Linked DNA regions of Sus scrofa: region 2 is linked to region 1. Evidence: chromatin contacts called from public promoter capture Hi-C data. All regions are on one chromosome and are shown on one strand. Each heading gives the region's core, a stretch centred on a gene start, on an enhancer-like site or on the middle of the called end of the contact. The rest is flanking DNA. Distances are from core to core; before and after follow the strand shown.

Evidence for each region. Promoter capture Hi-C pulls out the DNA fragments that hold promoters and counts their contacts.
Region 2: a contact with region 1 is called in a promoter capture Hi-C map of liver, with 3 times the contacts expected there. The contact joins the promoter of HSD17B4 here to the promoter of TNFAIP8 in region 1. A contact is called at or near these places in 1 of 5 promoter capture datasets (liver), 18 of 47 Hi-C or Micro-C datasets (adipocytes, alveolar macrophages, brain and 11 more) and 2 of 2 datasets of contacts at active chromatin or transcription factors (alveolar macrophages and skeletal muscle).

What each region holds. Positions count from the first base shown.
Region 1 is chr2:123,240,468-123,245,207 of Sscrofa11.1, forward strand. It overlaps TNFAIP8 (TNF alpha induced protein 8), which reads left to right and starts at 2,784. Exons shown (of 2, transcript NM_001244505.1): 1 at 2,784-2,967. The coding sequence starts at 2,895.
Region 2 is chr2:123,311,573-123,316,312 of Sscrofa11.1, forward strand. HSD17B4 (hydroxysteroid 17-beta dehydrogenase 4) reads left to right here and starts at 1,911. Exons shown (of 24, transcript NM_214306.1): 1 at 1,911-2,037. The coding sequence starts at 1,980.

The DNA.
Region 1 (4,740 bases), core at 1,534-4,033:
ACATATTATACGGTTGTACCTCGGAGGCATGAAGTGAGAAGTCAGAAAGAGCTCATTCAAGGCAGACACTGAACTAATACTTTATTTTACTAACACAATCAGCTGGTTTCTCCTTTTAGGGGGCTAAGGAAATTGAGAGACAATTTCAGTTAGCCACAGAACATAGAAATAAATGCTTCCAAACAGCGAAACACAGGTCTGTAGAACTTCTGAGAAAGACATGGACACTTTGGATTCTAGAAATTTGGATTCTAAAGAAGAGTGGTTTTTGTAGGGAGGGTAAGACACAGTGGAGAGAAGCTATGATACCATCTTTTGAAATAAACAGCATGCCTTGCTCTTGAGTTCCATCAGGACATTCTTCCCAAGGTGACTGCCAGACTACATTTAAATATAAAAGAAGTTTCTTGCCAGGTTTCCTGAGGATCACAGAGAAAGTTCAAAGATCAACCTAGCTGCTAAAATGACTCTAAATTGAATTAGGCGGCTGACACAGCAGCGCTTGAACTGTTCATTCAGCAGTTGTTCTCCTTGGCTGACCTGAGCAGGGCTGAAGGCCTTTTGGTGAACCCAGTGTAAAAACAAGTTGGACATTAAGGACCTGTATTTTAACACACCTTATGTGGTGTGTACTTAAATTGGATTTGCAAAAGGACATTAATAAATCATTCTCATGGGGGTACTTTCTGAAAGAACAGGGTGAAAGTGAGTCCTTCCTGTGGCTACTGGGGCCTGGAATTTGGGTTGTGTGAATTTGCATAATCATCACCTTGAAAAGGTGTTGCATCTTACTCCAATTATAGATGAATGGGAGCTATCTTTGTGAGTTGACAGCCCTGGTGAGATCCTGAGGGGTTCCTGGTGGACATCTGTGAGAGTCTGGGCTGCTGGGGGGGCGGGGAGGGAAAGGACAGATGGTAGGTGTTTGGTGGGCTGGGGAGGCTCCCAGAATGACTGCTTGGATAAGACAGGGAAGGTGGATTCTGACCAGTGAAGGAGCATTTCTTTGGGTTCAGAATGACCTTCGTGTCTCCCCCACGAGTCTGAAGTTACAGAGGGAAGGTACGAGGCTTAGCACCTCCCAGCCAGCTCAGGAGGCCGTGTGGCAGAGGGGACCTCACAGTTAACTGTGACTTTCAAAAGGGTGCAGCTCTTACCCTTTTGGTAGTGAGGTCATTTTCCGGAAGGCTCTACAATACTGATATTTTCCAGATGTTTCTCCTCTCTGACTGGCTATGTCTTCCTCTCATCATCCTGCCCTTTCAGTGAAACTGAGATAAAATTTTGCTTGGTGTCTTGGGCATGTGAGAATCTCTCAGCAGTAGGAAGTGATTTAATATCTAGCGCCTTATATTAATATGTATAATAACTTCTTCACTGCTTGTGAATAGCATAAACCCCCCCTTTTGTCTGTTCACAGTCAATATTGAAATAAAACCCAAAAGCATCTTTTACAAAAATTTACCTTTTAATGGTGCAGTAGTTTGTAATAATCTGTGTTGGATTTTACGGTTTTCATATCACTTTTTGCTTATATTACCTTACTTAATACAACACATAAATCTGTATAATACATAATACTTTTTTTAATCCTCCTTTTCCAGAGGAGGAGAGGGAGAAATGTCTATTTAAATGTCTATCTTTTGTATATTCTTTTCACTGAACTTCCTGATGTACTGTAGAGCTTCTCTTCTTGCTTTTTTTTTTTTTTTTTTGCCCATATTAAAAAAAGGGAGGAAATGAAGAAAAAGAAAGCAGCTGGAAAATAAATTTATTAAAAGAATGTAACTTTTCTCACAATTTCCTAATGGATCTTTCAGGTATGTTATTTGAGGATCTCTTGCCCTAGATTGGTAATAAAACTAGAGCTCTGCAAAATACCTCAGTAAGACAGGTATGTGGGTGCCAGCCCCTGTCCCCACTTCTCAAGGAAAGATTGAGGACTCCTATTCAGCCAGTTGTAGGAGCTTGTGGACACGACCAGGGGGCAGAATTGAGATCTGTTCTCCAGGCTCTCCAGCTTTTGTCAGCATTTCAGAAGCATAAATATCTCCCCTCTTTGGGGCTTTTTGGGTGGAATTAATCCCAAGGAGTTACTAGTTCCTTGGGAGGAGTCCTCCCCTTCCTTTGCGGAGGGCCCTTGGGGCAGCTGCAGAGGCGGTAGTTCACCTGGTCGGGTTTGAGTAAGAGTGATCGCTCTGATTATACTGAATGAGTAAACCGCCTAGTCTGCTTTTCCTGTGCAAAGGTAAGGGGTGAGGGCCCCCCCCACACACACTCTTTCTTCAAAAGGCCCCCCATCTTGGGCTTGTGAAGCAGGTCTTTCCAGCCCCATGGATCCATATCCCTATTACTTTCTTCCAAAAGTAACGTACGAAACCGAGCAGTTTGAAAAGCGTTCATTTTGGGCGGCTAAGATCCCGAGACTCGGAAAGTTACACGGGCCTGCAAAAAAGCAACCTAAAGATTCAGAAGCATTTCTGTGCCTGCCTATGCATTTATGATTTATGTAAAACACCAGCGCGAGCTGAGATGAGACTTTCTTTCTTCCCTGTGTATAGATTTCCCAGGCATGGCGGGTCTGGGACCCTGAAGGTTCCCCCGCCCCTGCCGTGCTGGCCCCAGCGCAGAGTCAGCCCCACCTGCATGCACCCAGCCACCAGCCGCCGGTTCCCGGCGACGACGGGCTGGGGCGCGCGGGCCCCGGGGGCGGACTCCTGCCGCCCAACTGAGACGCGATTCGTCACTCTGCAGAACTTTCCCCCTGAAAATCCCTGCACTAGAACCAGCCCTCCCGCCCCGCGGAGGTTTTGATTTTAGTGGCTTTCCTTCCTTTTATTTTCTGTCGTGTGCGGGTTTTGGCGTCCAAGCACATTTGCAGCTCGTCCGAGTCCATGTCAGCGGTGGTCGCCCCTGCAGCTGCTCACCCTGACACCATGAACTCCGAAGCAGAAGAATCTAAGGAAGGTATGTTTTTGATATCGCTGGGGGGCTCCCACCAAGTTCTGCGGAGGAATGTGGACGTAGTGCGGAGTAGGGGACCAGACGGGAGTTTAAAAGGGAGCGATGGGTACTTTGTCTGCTTTCCCTGCGCCTTCGAAGCTCCCTTAGACCGGAATGCGCCGAACCCTGTACCCTTGTCAACCAGCGGCAGTTCAGAGGAGAGGGGAGGGAGAGTCGGACCTAGCTCGGCCAGCCCAAGAAAAGCTGCCTTTGAGATTTCCCTGGAAACGAAACGGCCCCAGTATTGATTCCAAGAAAGCAAACTATCCTTGGAAGAGCGCTGCCTGCCTGTATCAGGACAGTTGAAAGCCGGATCCTCTGGAATAGGACCCCTAAGAGTCTAGGGTCCCTTGAAACGGGTTTCAGAAGTTGGAAAAGCTGTGTTTCCGGCCAAAAGGGGAAGCGAGGGGGAGAAGTGAAAAATTTTTATTCGGAGAGTAGGTTTTTTCTTTTTTCTTTTTTTCCTTGCTGGCTTTTTAGCCACGGATTTATTTTGTTGGGGGCTTGTGGGGGGGGGGGGGCGCATGCACGATATGAGGGAGGCCTTGTGCAGCTTGAAACTGAGTTTGTCTGTTTCTAACTTTGCCGAAGCCAAGGGTTTCACTTACTCCTAACAGAGAACGGGTGACAGGGCTGGAAAAGCTCCAACCCAAACACAATTATACGCGGGTGTTAGTGTGGGGAGTTTATTTGTGCGTGAGTGTTTGTATGCTTTGTTTCCTGAAGCTTCATGTATACAAAAGCCCTCTTGTGAGTTGAGGTAGGAGTGGGGATGGTTGGGGAAAATTAGAGAATAAGAAAGGAGACTGAAATTTCTTTTCAAGTAGCCTCTGAAGAAACTGGTAACTTTCAAGTCAATCAGGGCAGCTCTGAGGAGCAGAAAGGAACCCCATCATTTCTCCATTTGCTAGATATCAGTCAGAGGGAGCCCTTGAAACTCTTTTCCTCATCTTGTCTTTTATTGATTCCCCTCCCAAAGTAAAGGGCTGGCATTTACCTTGTGCCCTGCAAGGGAAGCAGTCAGTAAAAAAGAGGCTTGTGTAATAGAAATATGGGGCTGGTGTGAATGAAAAATGACAGCTAGGAGCACTGTTTTTGAGCTTGATGTGGAGCTGGGGGGGCGGTTAATGTTTCCTTGCTGCTGTGTTCTCTGTCCTGCTGCTGGACGCTTTCCTTTTCTGTCTTTTAAATGGCAATTTACAGTAAGTCAGAAGTAGTCCACGGCACATAGGAAATGGGCTCAGAGAATCCAGTGGTGAACTTTTGTATGAATTATGAGCAGCATTTGAACTGGTATTTTTCTCCCAGGCTTGTTTTTTGTTCTTTTTTCTTTTTCTTGTTCTTTTGATATAAAGGGAGTGGGGAGAAGGTGGAAAAGCAGTCTCCCAGAACATATGATACATTTTTCTACTAGCACCCACATTCTTCCCTCCTGCCCAGCTTACCACTGCAAGCCTGAAAACTGGAGTGAGAAGAGGTCCCTTAATGTCTTCCTGCCCCACCCCTGCCCGTTCCTCACTTTACCCCTCCACTTGCCATCATTTACTTCCTACAGATGTGTAGCAAATTATTTTTTGGTTTCTGCTTTTTCAGAAAGCTCGGAATGTTTCTTTTTAAATAATATGACGTGCTAGAGTTTTAAATTGATGGCATTTAGGGTAGGATATGGGATACCTGTTGAGGAAGATGGAAAAAATACTTTATTAACAAGTGGAATCACGGTAGCTTCTGCCAGGA
Region 2 (4,740 bases), core at 661-3,160, 70 kb after region 1:
GTTCGGTCCCTGCCCTTGCTCAGTGGGTTGACGATCCGGCGTTGCCGTGAGCTGTGGTGTAGGTTGCAAACTCGGCTCGGATCCCGCGTTGCTGTGGCTCTGGCGTAGGCCGGTGGCTCCAGCTCCGATTCAACCCCTAGCCTGGGAACCTCCATACGCCGCGGGAGCGGCCCAAGAAATAGCAACAACAACAACAACAAAAAAAGACAAAAAGCCAAAAAAAAAAAAAAAAAAAAAGACCTATTAACTCCATTTCCAAATATACCTCTGTATTACTGCCCCCTCCTTCCATATTTCCTCTGCATTACTTTTGGTCTCTACAGTTTTCTCCAATAGGTGTCTATCTGTTCTCTCTGTTCACCTCCAGTCAATTCTCAGTAGTGGGGCAAAATGACCTTTTCATGATGTAAACATTTCTCTGGAGTAATCTTGCTTAACATGTTTTAAGCTCAAAATTTAAACACCTAAATGTGATCTGACTGATTCTGCTTACTTTCGTGAACTTACCTCCACCTCTGTCAAGCTAGTACTTCTACTTCTATTACCTATAATATCCTCTATTTGCAAAGCACACTTCTTAAGTCTGTCATCTCCTTTGGAAAGTTTTCCCCTTTTCTCACCGGAAGGGAAAGGGTTTGTTTATTTCGGCACAAGTCTTAGCATGCTGTACTGTAGGTAAAGTTATACCACCTAATTTTGAATAGCTCAGGGACACCTTATTTTTCATCTGTAAACTTGTGCTTACTACCCCTAGGTGCTTAATAATATGACTATATTCAACCCCCAAAAGCAAAAGTTATTTAGAATCACCCCTGGACATTTTTTTTTTTTTTTTTTGTCCCTTGATATTTTGTGGCCAAGACTATTGCCCCAGAATCATACCCCTTCCCCTTCCTTGAATGGAAACCAGTTGCTCTAGTCTAAGTTTCAGGAGGAAGCTGCAAAGAGAAAAACAAGTACAGGTTAGAACAAACCAGGTGCCAGAGAACATTTGACTTCCAGTAGACTTTTAGCCTCATTATACATTCATTGCAATAGATTAGCACACTAAATGACACCTACCAGTGCTTTGTCCCTTGACAATTACCACAGCAACAATGGGAAAGGCCCATACGAAGACTACGAAGACTACGGAGGAGTGTTCTTTCAGTTCTGGATCCGAAGTACATCGATGTTCTTGGTTAAGTCATGACTGAGTATTCCTCCCACTTTTCCTAATTACCTCCCTTTTATCTCCATCGTCCTACATGTGTGGTGTCTCCATCTGAATTGGGTTTAGAAATTGATTTGTGACCTAAGTTTCCGCTTCTCCATTCTTTGGTGATTAAATAAAGCTCGTGCTGTTCCAGTTTCAACATCGATTTCATTATTGGCTGTGTGAAGCCAAGTGGAAAAAGAAAACCTTCCTGGCAGAAACAAGCGGTCTTGGCCAGTCTCAGACTCCAGGACCGGTAGAGTCAATCAATTCCATTTGGGATGTCAGCGTGGGGGCTCAGTACTTTGCATTTTTGACAGTTCCCAGAGGTCCATTCTGAGAAATCTTTTACCCATTGGTCAGAGTACCTCTACTTCTCAGGAGCTATTTTTGAAAGCTACTTAAGGATAGGGGCTGCATCCTCGCCAAGATCCAGAAAACGCTTGTTGAGTGAATGACAAAGGGACGGGTGAATGGATAAATACAAGGTCGGCCCAGTCAGCCATTTTACCACAAAGGTCCCATCAGCTCCCTTTACTTCCGCAGCAGAACTAGCCCTTTCAACCCAAGCCTCCTGGGCAGGGTCCAGCAGCGCCTGGAGGCACGGTGGACTACATTTCCCAGAGTTCCAAGGGATTGGCCGCGCAGGCGCACTTGGAAAAATACTACGTCACTCTCTTACCCAGAAACTGGCCGGTTAATGCCTTCGGCGCCGCTCCTCCTCGCCTCAGGTTTTCCCTGTCCGGCAGTGTGAGCTGTGCTGGTTCTTCTGCAGGCCGGACTTATGGCCTCGATGTTGAACTTCTACGGGCGTGTGGTGCTGGTCACCGGTGCCGGGGGAGGTAGGCATGCAAAGGTTGGAAGGCTGACGTCCGGGTCGCTCCTATCCCGGAGCACTCCTTTTCGGTCCCGCTGCTCTCGCAGCGGTGGCTGCGGTCTCAGCGTCGGGACTGCGGACAGCGGTGGCGGGGCAGCTAGCGGAGTGAGCGGCTGGATCCCCTGGGGGTGGTGGGAGGACGGACAACGACTGTCCTCCCGACGCCGAATCTGCTGAGGCGGGGGAGGTGGGGCTGGCCAGTCTTGAGTGGAGAGCCAGAAACTCCTGGTGCAGCCCCCACCCGTGTGGACTTCTCAGGGTTTAGGATCTTGCCTGAGGAGAGAGGCTTCGTTGGGCTGCGGGTTGCAGAACTAGGTGAAAGGTCTTTCAGGAGCTCATCCGTGAGTATCCATTGGGACTCTTCCTGCCAGTAGACTATCTAGGCCGCTTTAAGTCTTTTAAATGTGGTGGAAAAGCCGTCTGGGAGCTGCAGTCACCCCCGGTGTAGCAGATATGTCAGTCCCTTGCTTTTAAAAAGTCACTCATCCTTCCCTTTGTTGGATGATTTTAAGTTCTTTAGAGGGCCTTCCTTAAAAAGAAAAAAAAAAAAATCTGATTGGATTCCTCCTGGTTGGACTTTGTATGTATATCAAGCCAAGCACCATATTGACTAGTCCACTGGAGTCTTGGCGTGGGTTGTGAACTCAGTGCCTGATAAAGGACGTAATTGAGAGTGTCATGGGGACAGCAGGAGCTGAGGAGCAGAGGCCTTTTTGACATGGGCCAGATCTTCCTGTACTTCCGAAGCAAAATGGTGATTTGTTATGAGAAATAACCCTATTTTTAAAGGACAGAATTAAAACAAACCAGTCATACCCACGCGAATGCTTTGCGTTGAGGTTTTCTATTTTTACCACCAATACACGACCTCTCCGACCTCCAAGTGCAGGGATCTTGGTCTTAATTGATCCCCCACTGGTAGTGCCTTATGGATTTAATGAAGAATTAATTTGAATTGTATGTTAAAAATCACAAACAATGGAATTCTGTCAGTTAATTCATTTGTACCTTCACATCTCCATTAATAAAGTAAATTCTTATGCTTCTGTTCAGAAAAATGTCTTTAGTATTAGTTGGTAGCCAAGTATTTTGTACCTGTAGCTAAATACTTCATTCTAAAATGATCATTCATTCTAAAATGATCCGTTTTGGAAAAACATTTTGTTTACACTTTGACGGAATGGAAATAAGGAATGTGTCTCCTGTTTTAAATCTCTTTTGACAGTGAGTGATCCACACTATGAAATACATTTTACACCAAGACCTGGTGTGTGTGTGCACACCCCGCCATCTATATTTGAAAGAAATTCATGACGTGGTGCATAGTAAATGCAGTGCACTTTGAACTTTTCTGCTTCTTTCATTGAGAAATACAGATTGCAGTCCACTAAATTGATTTTGTGAAGTATTAATGAGTTGTGGCTTGACAGTTATGAATTTAGCATCTCCTGTTCATAAACAGATTTGTATTTTAAAGAGCCTGGATTATGGTACAATTACTGGCCATTAGACTTGAATACTATCTGAGGGTGGAATATAATTTTGTGGTAAATTTGAGACTGTTGTAAGGTCCACACTAGGCCATCATTTATGAGAGATTGAGATCTAATTCCAATCTAATTCAGGACAAAGGCTGTTGTCCTTGAGGTCTTACAGTTGTGATTTGAGAATACCTACCTAGAACTGAGGCATTGCTGAACATCCCAGGAGAATGTCCATGAGAGCCTCCCTGCCTGCTTGTCCTGGGTCTGAGTCTGGGAAGTAGTCCACCTCCAAACCACTCTTATTTTAGAGATGAACAGAAATATCTTTGCAGTATTCAGGTGCTGTTGTTTAGCTTGTAATTTTGAATAGTTTAATGGAAGACCCATAAGGAGTTAAGAATGGTCTAGGCTTCACGAAAACAATTTTGCCCTAATTGGTGGTATATTGGGAATTTGATTTGTTAGCTGACTGTAGCGTTGCTGGGGAAGTAACTGGGTGAGAGTGGTGGAGTTGGGCAATGGAAGAAGGAAGTCTGGCCATTATGAATTGGAGATGGTTATAAAATAGCAGCTTGTAGGTCTGGAGATTTTGAGAAGTGTGTGAGTAGTTGCAGATTCTAAAGTCGGGAGAGGCTTTGAGGTCCTTTGACTTCTGGTAAAGCTAGAAAATGAAGTAGTCCAGGGAGCTAGTCTCTGAGGCTCTGTTAAGTTGAAGGAGAGAGAAGTCCACTGCGAGAGCACTGAACAAACAGCTTGAGAAAAGAATCAGCTGAGATTTGACAGTGCTAAAAGGCCAAAAGGGAAATTGGAGAGAGAGGATGATTGACAATGAATTTGGATGTGAGAGGAAGTTAAGATAGGACCTAAAAGAGGATTAAGATAAAATAGAGGCTCTTGGATTTAACTTTTTGTTCATTTTGGCTGTAAAACTGTACTGGGCATTGTGGGAAATGCAAAAGAATGACATAACCTTAACTTTTAAGGACCTTCTAGTTTAGTTAGGGAGACAGACTGACACATAAAGTATTTAAATAATGTTTATGTAAATACAAATATAAAAACATGGGAGGATGCTTAGGTATCTGTTAATGGGCTAGTAGTATTAGAAAGAAACAGGGAAGAGAATGTCACTTTTAATTTTGTATACAGATTTCTGTACAGTTTGCATGGGCCTTTATGATAAA